3 separate regions of the Hordeum vulgare genome follow, and all the other regions are linked to region 3. Evidence: chromatin contacts called from public Hi-C data. All regions are on one chromosome and are shown on one strand. Each heading gives the region's core, a stretch centred on a gene start, on an enhancer-like site or on the middle of the called end of the contact. The rest is flanking DNA. Distances are from core to core; before and after follow the strand shown. Region 1 holds the start of LOC123407522 (protein MICRORCHIDIA 1-like). Region 2 holds the start of LOC123407791 (transcription factor bHLH144-like). Region 3 holds the start of LOC123407445 (pheophytinase, chloroplastic).

Region 1 (3,696 bases), core at 23-2,522, 220 kb after region 3:
TGGTGGCGCGTGGTGAGGCGGGGAGGGACATGGCATGGCAGGAACGCACCGACGGTGGAAGGTCGCGAGCGCTGGCGGGGTAGGTGGCGGCGGGGCGCTGTGAGGCGGGGTGGGGTCGGGCGTGGTCGGAGGTGGCGGCGGGCTGGAGATGGGATCGGGAGGCACGGGTGGATTCTTTTCTCTCGCACGCACCGGTTCATTGACTTATTTGGAGGACCGCGGGTTAATTAACTAAAAGACCAAGGGCTTTTTTGAAAAAACGCTGCGACGTACGGCAGAAGCAGTAGCTGCTTTATTATCAGGGAAAGATCTAGATTAAATAGGTACTTTTCTTTTTTGTCTTACTGAAATACATGTGATGCATTAACTCGACCAAATCTTTATTGAAACCATGTAATGCATTAGTTCAATCAAATCAAATCTTGTTAATACCTTAATTAAAATAATTTCTGTTCTTGTCTTCCCTGCACATATCCAAATCAAATTAAATCTTATCAAAATCTCTACTATATCAGAACTTCCATTATCTTCCCTTATCCATAGTCAAATAAAATCAAATCTTACCAAAATATACAATATGTTGGGTGTAAGGTATATGTCGGACACAATTGATGTTGAGCTAGTAGAAATAGAGCGAGAGTGGGCGGTTTTTCTTCTTTGAAACCAAGGACACCTTTGGTCAAAGGATTATCATAGGAATTTTAAACGATTAGAATCCTTGGGACCTTTTTGTATGTTGGTTGTTTGATTCATATAATTGAATCCTGTAAGTTTTTCTAAAAAAAATTTTAGGTACTACGTACTTTCATAGCATTTCTAGCATCCACTCAAACCTCCGTGAAATACAATCAAACAAGCCAAAAATTTATACTTCCTCCATATCTAAATATAAGTCTTTTAAAATATTTCACCAGATGTCTACATACGGAGCAAAATGAATGAATCTATACTCTAAAGTATGTCTATATACATCCGTATTTAGTCCGTTAGTTGAACCTCTAGAAAGACTTATATTTAGAAACGGAGGAAGTAGAATTGAGATGAGTATGACATTTCAATCCTACTATTACTTATATATTTTTAGAATCCTGCGAATTAAAGAGGTTCTGAGTGGATTGGGGGAGGGGGCATGCCGTGTGTAGAGTTGGGCAAATACTCTACATTCCATCTAACGGTCGGAGGAAATTAATCGGACGGCTGGCGCCCAGCAGACGCCTAGCGGCTCGCAGCCTTTTATTTACGCTGTTCGAAGGGAGAGAAAAAAAAAGTTGTTTATTAGGGCATCGCGTCCCATAGCAACGGCTGGGCGGCGGACTCATCGGCGAAACCTCCCCGGCGAACCGACCTAAACCCTAACCTTCCAATGCCAGCGGCAATGGCCGGCGGCGATGGCGGCATGGGCAGTGGCCCTCGATCCCTCGATTGCCGTAGCTTCTGGAAGGCCGGCGCGTTCGAGGCCCCCTCCGCCGCCGCCCGCGAGTTCTACGGTCCGTCTTCTCGCCCTCTGGTCATGCTTTCGTTCCGCGACTTCGACGTGGACCACTTTGCTGATACTGCTGGCCATTGTCGCAGACGTGCTGGAGACAGGGGACTTCGACCGCGCGCGGGTGCACCCGAAGTTCCTGCACACCAACGCGACCTCCCACAAGTGGGCGTTCGGAGGTTGGTGCCCGTCCTCCTCTTGTCCTTTCCGTTCCATTGTTTATTTTGCTTTTGTGGTGGTCGAGTAAGTGGCGGGGGTTGTTGGGTTTTTTCAATAAGGGTGAAATTGCTGTTTCAAATTGAGGGGGCAAGCATTTAAATAAAGGAAATTAAGAGAAGATAGGCTTGTTCGAGCAAATGGGGGCGTCAGGTAATCGGAAGTATGATCCTCTACTACTTTGGTGGGGTTATGCATATTGCACTGCAAATCATGTTGATGTTAATTTTGTTGGATCAAGTGATTCTCTGTTGAAGGGGATTTTATTCAACTGTTCCAAATGGATGGTGTACATTCATAGTTTTGTAGGATGATTATCGGCTTTCTGGCTTTGCTCCTTAGAATTGCACGTACACGTAGTTTTTCTTTATCATCTCGATGACTCTCGAGAGGATATATAGTAACTTCGTATTATCTAGGCTGGTGGCACCAACTGATGTGATATCAGTACATGTTTTGCTCTTTAGATCGGATAGACGGAGACTACATATGATATGTCTTTATCATCTCGAGAATATATAAAATAATTTTGTATAACCTGGACTATGGCAATGCAAGATGGGACAATAGTTCTGTTATAACCTATGCGGTTTGTGATGCTAGCTGGATAAATATGGTATCTCCAATTATCTAAAATCACAGGATTCCCATGCGCAACAATCATATTTTCGTGCTTACTCCTCAAGTGCGAGGGCGCTAAGCTGACTGCTCAGTCAACTGTGTGCTTTCGAGGCTAAAGTGCTGAGCATAATGGATGTTGTTGGGACCCGACTCAGCTCCACATGCTTCGATATGGCATTCCTCACCAGAGCACATCCTAAAATGATTCATTTCTACTCCCACCCAGCTCCACTGTTTCATGTTCTATGGTATGTTTGTGAGACCATCTGTCGATGCATATTCTTCACTCCAGCTTATTGCGGCCTCAGGTTTACTCTGATGTGACATGGGCATGATCACTCTGATTGCAATGCTGTTTTCCTGTAATGTGCGGTCCTTGGATCCTCTCTGATGGCATCGAATTCCATGAAGCAGTTGTTCTAGTATAGGCTCTTCTTTTCTAATTCCCTTGCACATGGGCATGTTTGTATATTGTCTTTTGATGCATTGAAAATGTTAGATGTCCATTCCAGCAATCATATCTCTCCTCTCGTGGCAACTTAGTTGAGATAATTTAGTTTCTCTGCTCTTACCTTTCCACCGCTTTCCCTAGCCTATGATCATCAGTTTCTTTTCAAATTCTATTTAAACACAGATAATAAAGCAAACACCATGCTGGAACTATTATTGGAAATAATATATGCTGCTCTTGTTATTATTTTGTTTACTTCATGTTATATTTACATGTATAAACTTAATCTGAAGTCTAAGCTGGTAGCTATACTTCTAAACTCAAAACGCTTCCTGATTACCGGTTTGTCCATTCAGTGCTATTGCCTTCAGTAAAATATATTGTGCTTGTCCATCTGAATTTAGTGCTTTTATATACTAATACTAAATAACACACGCTACTTACAGTCTCTCCTTTGCTCTTCGTGTTTAAGGAAGAATGTAGTTTGGTGACAAGATGCAAATTAGATGTGTTGTTGGAATGTTCTTTTAGTTATAATAAGCAGAGCGATTAGATTTTTTTTCGAGAAAACGCAAGTGATTTTGCGTTTCATTGCGTTGAAAAGATAGAGTTTGGTTACAACCCTCCTAGGAGAGCGAGTTCAGGCAGGGACACCTTCACGCCACCGAAAAAGACCCTAAAACATTCGTTTCTTCATCATACATGTTACTTGTGCTGCCCTGGTCGATATTTTCCTAACATTAGGTTTCTTGTCCATCTCTGTTGCAGCTATAGCTGAACTTCTTGACAATGCAGTTGATGAGGTTTGCAAAGTTCCATACATTTAGCTCCTACACAGCTTGTTACTGGGCGAATTTTATATGAATATAAATAATCATCTTCTGATATGGTTTCTCAGATTTGCAATGGAGCCACATTCATAAAA
Region 2 (3,731 bases), core at 700-3,199, 220 kb before region 3:
TTCAAAATTGATTCGGTTAGTTTAAGGCTATTTTGGATGGAGTGTCTGGTCGATGTGGTGGATTCTGTGGTGGAATCTACGTCACGGGCTTGAGCAGCTGGCGGAAGTATTCGGCCTGCAAGCAGGAAGGCAGTGGCAAGATACGTTAGTGAACGATCACGATCAGACAGTCAAACATAAGTTACAAAAGAAATGGAAGCGCAAACATGAGTAGTAGTATGATGGAAGTGCATGCAATGTATGACCATGACTTATGATGCATCTACTTGTTCTGAAGCGTGGCGAGATTGCCCAGCGTGAGAACAGAGCAAGATGAGAGCAGAGCGTGGCAGCGACTAGTCTTTGAGAGAGACTGAACATGAATGCATACATGCACGAACAGAACAGAGTAGGCGACTAGCATATAGCACTCGTAAAAAGCAAAGGGTACTTGGCTGCAAGTAATGATCATGGTTGTACAAAGCGTACTGTAGTACACTAAAACATAGCACAGGCCAGCCATCCCACTCGATTCTCCAAGGGAAATGCCCTAATAGTACCAGCAATGTGGGTATCTAATTCTGTTTGCCGATACTTGCAACTTGTTATTACTGGATAAATCTGAACTTACATGAACTATGGCTACTGTTTCAGTACGAAACTACGATACTGGAACCAGAGGAACTACAGAATGTGCTGTCTTTTTTCCATACAATCCGAAAAATGTAACTACAGAGCGTACTGTAATGCGAAATTAGGATTCACTGGCGTGTCAACTGGCATTATGAATCAAACGAACTGTTTTATATTTCATGTAGTACCTTACGATCTAGTACTGCTAACTGTTTTATTTTAACTATGTATATATGTCAAGGAGTACTGGTAGTACGCTAGCAAGCGAACAAGCGCACGAACATGCTCCCCTGTGTGAGGCAGAGAATACAAAACCAAAGCAGCGGTGTAGTACTACTAGTAGCTGCAAGCCTGCAGCTCCCATCTTTTGTCGACCAACAAAAGAAAAAAGCAAAACAAAAAGACAGTGCTTGAAAACGCCATGTCTTTTTCTTTTGACCACTAACAAGCCACTTTGTCAACACGCCCGTGGACGTCGAGTTCCGTCAAAACGCGGGCGGGCCCCGATCGCAAGCTTTGCTGTCTGCATGCAACAGCATTCGGGCCGGCATTTCCTTTCCTTTCGTATCAAACACTAACGGACAGCACCAATGAGAGGAAAGTTGCTGCTTATCTACAACTATACTAGAAGATGAGATGATGCATCATGATTCCCGCTCCCACTACTGATGCTCAAAAGCTAGGAAGAAACCAGCAGGAAGAATTAATCTGAAGCTAAACAAGTAGCAGGAGTAGTAGCAGAAAGAAGAACATTGTAGCAGCAGCAGCTTACTAGTTTTTCGGTGCGGGAGGCTCTGTCCTCACCTGGCAGACCTGCGTCAATCTGTAGTAACACGCGACGGCGCCACTTGTCATAACGATCGCGTCAGGCCCGTTGAACCCAGCTCGCATGTCCTCCCGGAGCGCTGCCTATCGGCGGAGCGGCGGCGATGATGATCAGAGGACGACGACATGGGAGAACACCCACGGCATCCTACTCTGCATCATCAAACGGAGACGGCATCAGGTCAAGGCACTGCGCAGCAGAGCAGGCGAGCGAGAGATGTAGTAATGGCGATGGCTTGCGTGGTTACCAGTCAGTGGACGAGGTGCGTATGGTATGGATGATCTGGGTGGATGGTGGAGAGCACAGCAGGAAGAACAGAGCGGGTGGATGGATGGGTGGATGGGTGGAAGGCGCGGGGTTTTATACAAGGGACGATGAAGCGGGAGCGGGGGGCGTTGGATGCTCGGATTGGTGCGTGCGTGCGTGGGTTGAAGCCTCTCTCCGTCTCCCTCTCTGTATTGATTCTTTTTTGCCTTGCACTCCTTTTGAGTAGATACATACGTCCAGTACAGAGAGGAAGGGGGAGGAGGAGGATGGCGAGCAGTGATGGAAACGAATGAATGAATGGGGGCGGGGGCGGGGGCGGGGGGAGAGAGGGAACGAAATTAATGAGGTGGCGTGCGCACTCGATGGGTTCGTGCTCGCTGTGGGTGCGCGTGCCGCTTCCCACCGCGCCCGAGCCCTCGGACCGCCCCGCGGCCCACGCCGTTTGCACCATGACGCGCGGGCCCGGGGGAGAGGGGCGGCCCGCAAGTCTGTGACAGTAGTAAGGCCACCGCACGGCGGTTGAGAGAGAGGAGGAGAGGCCCCGGTCGGTCAATGGAGGTGGGCATCGTGGCAGGGCAATCCAAGCACGAAGCAAGCCGAGCCGCATGCACGCACGCACGCACGCGCCCGCCATTGAGTGCATGCACGAACGGGTGGCGCGCCGTCGGATCGGGATCGGGCGGCGGAGGGGGCGGGCGCCGTCGGCGTGCCCGCCGCGGCCATCGATCGATGCTGGCTAGGGCCGCGTCCCGTCCCCCCGGTGGTGGTAGGGTAGGCGCCGGCGGGGCGGGGCGGGGCGGGATAGTCATGGCGGCGCGCCGGGGCGGCCGGGGGGACAGCCATCATGGCCAAGGAGTACTGGCAGCGGGGCTTGCCCCGATGGACCACCGGACATGCGAGATTACTCATCGAGATACTACTTCACGTGCTGTCTCCTAGTGGATTACACTCGCCTCGCCCCCGCCCTGCTTTGCCAATTGCGATTTCCTTCTGGTTTTGCTTCCGTTCATTCATTACAAAAGTCGTGACACACTGCTGCTGCTGCTAGTTCAAATCCAAGTAAATTCCATTGCTTGGTAGCGTAGGGAATTTCGGTAGTAGAAAAATGGGGCGTAGCAAACGGGTGATCGACACACATGCCCGGTAGAGCATGATAGCCATGCGACATATGGCACTGGCGTCACCGGGGCGTCACTCGGCCCGCGCCGCCTGATTGGTGTGTGCGGAGGCCCGTGCGACCGGAGAATCATGGGCGCCACCGGAGGCAGCCGCTGGCAGTGATGGTGTAGCGGCGCAGGGGAACGGCCCGATGCAACCGCCATTATAGGCCATCAAACGCCCTGCCCTGCCCTGCCCTGCCCTGCCTCGTTGCATCGCGACGCAGCTCGACCGCCCTCTCCTCCTCTCCTCCTACTACGTACGTACTACTCCCGCTGAAAGGCGGGGACCCGCCCTAGACCACGTCCAGGGCGCACACTCCACGCCGTAGGCGCTCTCGTGTCGGGGGAGGCGCGCCGCGCCGTGGAGGCCATCATCGCCGTCAAATGCCATGATGCGCCCGGCCCCCGATCGAGCGTTCGCGTCACGACGGGGGCCGAAGACCGCCATGTCGTCCGTCCGGCATTGGCTTGCCGACTCGCTCCAACGCCGGGCGCAGAGCTCCGATTTCCTGCGTAGGTAGAGTTCTAGTACTACTAGCCAGCACAGCCTGTCAACGCAGCGGGGCCGGCTTCAGGCACGACTGTACGTGAATTGTTTCGAGCACCGGGCGCGTGCGTGCATGAACTGCGTCCGGCCGACTTTCGGAGTGACTTGGATTCACGTGCTAATCATTGACTACCAAACGTATTTGCAGTGAGATTTCCGCAAGTGCTGCCGTGTAAGTAATCTCAGCTATCACTAGTACAACGTCTCAACAAACCACCAAAGTACGCATGGTCCTTGTAGGAGGAGTTTGGGGGCATTTTGACGACGGACATGTGCGCACACCCCAACCATGCCCAAGATCTAATTTTCAGCCACAAAT
Region 3 (3,297 bases), core at 145-2,644:
GTACACCAATTCATCTGCCCATGGTTGCGAATCTTGTCCAAAACCCCAATACGATTCCTCATCATCCGCCCCTGCCGTGGCCTTAGGAGCAGGGTCTTCCGACGGCAATGACATTCCCTGTCCTAGAAAATCCATTGTCCACACCTTGTAATCACGTCCAAGATCCATCAATTGCTTCTCAAAATGGAAGGTGCCCACTCCAAAACCTGGTAGAAAAAGCACCGCTGGCGCCTTGCTATTCTTGGTGCCAGACTTCTCGTAGTATACCGTCAGCTTCGGCCTCCACTCCCACATACCAGTGCTGATTTGGGAACTGTCTGGCCCTTCTGGCAGACCAGGAATCGCCACTTTTTCGATCTGGCCTACCTTCTTGGAGATGCCCTGGAGGGCAGCATCGACATCGCTTACATCGAAGCTGCGGCTGACATGAAGCTTTCCTGAATCACCTGGATTTGAAGCTCTCCCAACACAGAGCACTGCGCTTTTCTTTGGCCGGGTAAGATTGGTATGCCGCGGACCAAGGCCAGTGCCCAGGAACCTCCGAGCACTGCTAGGTGTTTGATGAAATGCCAAGCAAGAGTGGCTGGAAGAAACCACTTCCATGGCCGCTTCCGTAGCTAGCACACTGGTTCTGCAACAGAGTAGCGAACAAAATTTACAAAGTTGCTCCGGAATGAAGAATTCCACAGTCTATATAGTCGGAGAAATGAAAGCTAATACTTTTGCTGGCATATATGAGAGATCCAGTGAAGTTGATTTATTTATTTTGAAAAAGAGATCCAGTGGGATTAAGCTAAGGCCTTCTTTGGTTTGGAGGAATTTTGTAAACAAGGTTCCGAAACAACACTTAGGTTCAGCAGTTAACTGAATCCGACCCTGACGAATGACCAACTGTACGCAACTTATTTCAGACAAAGAAAGCAGGATGAATCGCACCAGATTGGCACCATTTTCTTTGCACGAAAATGGTACTGTACTAGGAACAAGCAGGGGCGGACCTAACGTCAGACTTGGACAGGGTTGCTCACGTGAAAAAGAAAAGACCAGAAAAAAGAACTCGGAATCGACAGCTGGAGCAAGTTAGGGTTCGTCACCAGCAAAAGGAGTCGGCCCAGCTCCGGTTGGATCTCCACGCCACGGCAGCACAGTAGAGCGGAGGAGGAGGAAGAACACCTTCCAGTTCTAGGTGGCGTACTTCGGTGCCCGAGGCTTGTTCGGCGGAGGACGGAACAGATGTACTACTACTAGTAAGTGGCGAGGAACGAGGGGGGTGGTTTTGATCTGGAAGGCCTCGGTGCACCATCGACTTCTTGCGTTCAGATCACTCCTACCGAACTCATTTTGCGTCCGGGTAACTCCTACCTCCGCTTGTCTTCTTCCACCTCTCCACATCGAGCTCATGGCTTTTCCCTCGACCACTCGTTCTTCCCGTTCTCCACGGAGACACCCCACCAACCCATCGGAATATCTGGTGGACGGCTCGGGGTGGAGCCACCTGTATTGCCGCGCATAGTCGTGCACGTGTTCTGCACAGGTCATTCACAGCCACACAGATGATTCCACGGTCAATACTAGTATCTCCGACATCTGAAATACCGAGTATCCCCAAAAAAAAAATCTTAAGCCTCCTTTGAATTGGTTCATAGTGTAGGAGAATAAATGAAAAAAATTCAAAGAAAATGAAATGCATGTATCTCAAATTCTTTAAACAGGATTAGGAAAGAAGATATTTTGTGGTTTACATCATAGAATGTTTTTCATTGAGTCTAACCTAATGTTTATTTTTCTATGAAATGTGGAGGATAGAAAGAATTTCTTCGTAGTAATATGATTCTATTCCTACCAACCAAAGGGCTCTAAACAATTTTTTTCTATAAAAATTATATCCTATGAAATTTCTATAAAATCCCTCCAAGACAAAGGAGGCCTTAGAGCATCTACAACTCGGACACCTCAAATCCCACTCATACGCCTGTGCGAACACCCCGGTCAAAAAAAAACAATCCATATTAACGTGTCAAACCGATTTCAAACGTGTGGACTCACCGATACCCTTCATATCCGGTTTAAATATGTGACGGAAATACACAGGCTCAAGTGTATCCGTCTCGCCGGACCCGGCCCACACTAACCCACCCGACCCGTATATTCGACCCCATCCATTTCTGGAAACCCAAGTCACTCCACTCCACTCCGCCACCCAACCTCCCGTCCGGCAAACTCCGACCTTCGCTAGCATGGTGGGCAGCGTATTTGAGTACTACACCTCCAGATCCTTCGACCCCGAACTCATCACACGCCGTCGCTGGGAGGATGTTGGAAAACGTTGCATGGGAAACAAAAGTTTCATACGAAATACCCAAGATCTATCTATGGAGATGCATAATAATGAGAGGACAGAGTGTGTCTACTTACACTCATAAACCATTAAGCGCAAGTGTATATAACGTGGTAGATGTAGTCGTACTCTTCATGACCCAATCGCGATCCAATCTGATCCAGCACCGAACGGACGACACCTCCGTGTTCAGCACACGTGCGACTTGATGACATCCCCTCCTTCTTGATCCAACAAGCGAAGGAAGAGAAGTAGATGGATCTCAACCAGCATGACGGCGTGGTGGAGAAATCCCGGCAGGGCTTCGCAAAGCGCTACCGTATATGCGATGTGAGGAGAGAATGGAGTAACGGGGGAGGCATGGCTGCCATCGGGGCGTAGGGATTGGTGTCTGCAGCCCTCCCCTCCCCTCCACGATATATAGGAGGCAAGGGGGAGAGGGGATGTTGGGGATATTATCCGCTGCATGACCCGCCCTATTGGGCCGGGTCAGGTTCATGGCGACTCAACCCTTGTGATCCAAAGATGGGTTTAGACCCGGAATACAGAAGGCATTGAGTGATCTCCAAGCGAAGAGCCGGCCGGGCCCAAGAGCCCACATGGCGACTCAGAGCCCAAGAAGAGAAAGACATGTCATGGTGATTCCTTGCTTGAGAGACACGACGGCTTAGAGATACATCAGGTCACGACTTGTGATACAGTTTGGACTCTTGTAAACCTAGGGCCTCGACCAGTTTATAAAGACGAGTCTCTAGGGTTGATAGATTTAAGTTACAATCTATCGAGAGCTAGGTCAGGCGAGTTTCACACCTTTGTAATCGATTCCACCATCAATATACACAAAGCAGGACGTAGGCTTTTACCTCCACCGGAGGGGGCGAACCTGGGTAAACCCGAGTCTCGGTTCCGCTTAACCCCTTTGAGTCGCCACTACTACCTCTTGAGCTTGCCTTGGTTTT

What was found. A called contact is a pair of places that touch in the nucleus more often than the background predicts.
Region 1: a Hi-C map of seedling shows a contact between it and region 3, with 4 times the contacts expected there. The contact joins the promoter of LOC123407522 here to the promoter of LOC123407445 in region 3. A contact is called at or near these places in 2 of 6 Hi-C or Micro-C datasets (seedling and an unstated tissue) and 1 of 1 datasets of contacts at active chromatin or transcription factors (embryo).
Region 2: a contact with region 3 is called in a Hi-C map of seedling, with 1.8 times the contacts expected there. The contact joins the promoter of LOC123407791 here to the promoter of LOC123407445 in region 3. A contact is called at or near these places in 3 of 6 Hi-C or Micro-C datasets (leaf and seedling) and 1 of 1 datasets of contacts at active chromatin or transcription factors (embryo).

What each region holds. Positions count from the first base shown.
Region 1 is chr7H:484,165,269-484,168,964 of MorexV3_pseudomolecules_assembly, reverse strand. It overlaps LOC123407522 (protein MICRORCHIDIA 1-like), which reads left to right and starts at 1,272. Exons shown (of 21, transcript XR_006612626.1): 1 at 1,272-1,487; 2 at 1,573-1,662; 3 at 3,540-3,574; 4 at 3,670-3,696.
Region 2 is chr7H:484,599,821-484,603,551 of MorexV3_pseudomolecules_assembly, reverse strand. LOC123407791 (transcription factor bHLH144-like) reads right to left here and starts at 1,949. Exons shown (of 3, transcript XM_045101010.1): 1 at 1,686-1,949; 2 at 1,417-1,590; 3 at 1-115.
Region 3 is chr7H:484,381,046-484,384,342 of MorexV3_pseudomolecules_assembly, reverse strand. LOC123407445 (pheophytinase, chloroplastic) reads right to left here and starts at 1,394. Exons shown (of 6, transcript XM_045100582.1): 1 at 1,095-1,394; 2 at 1-631. The coding sequence starts at 603.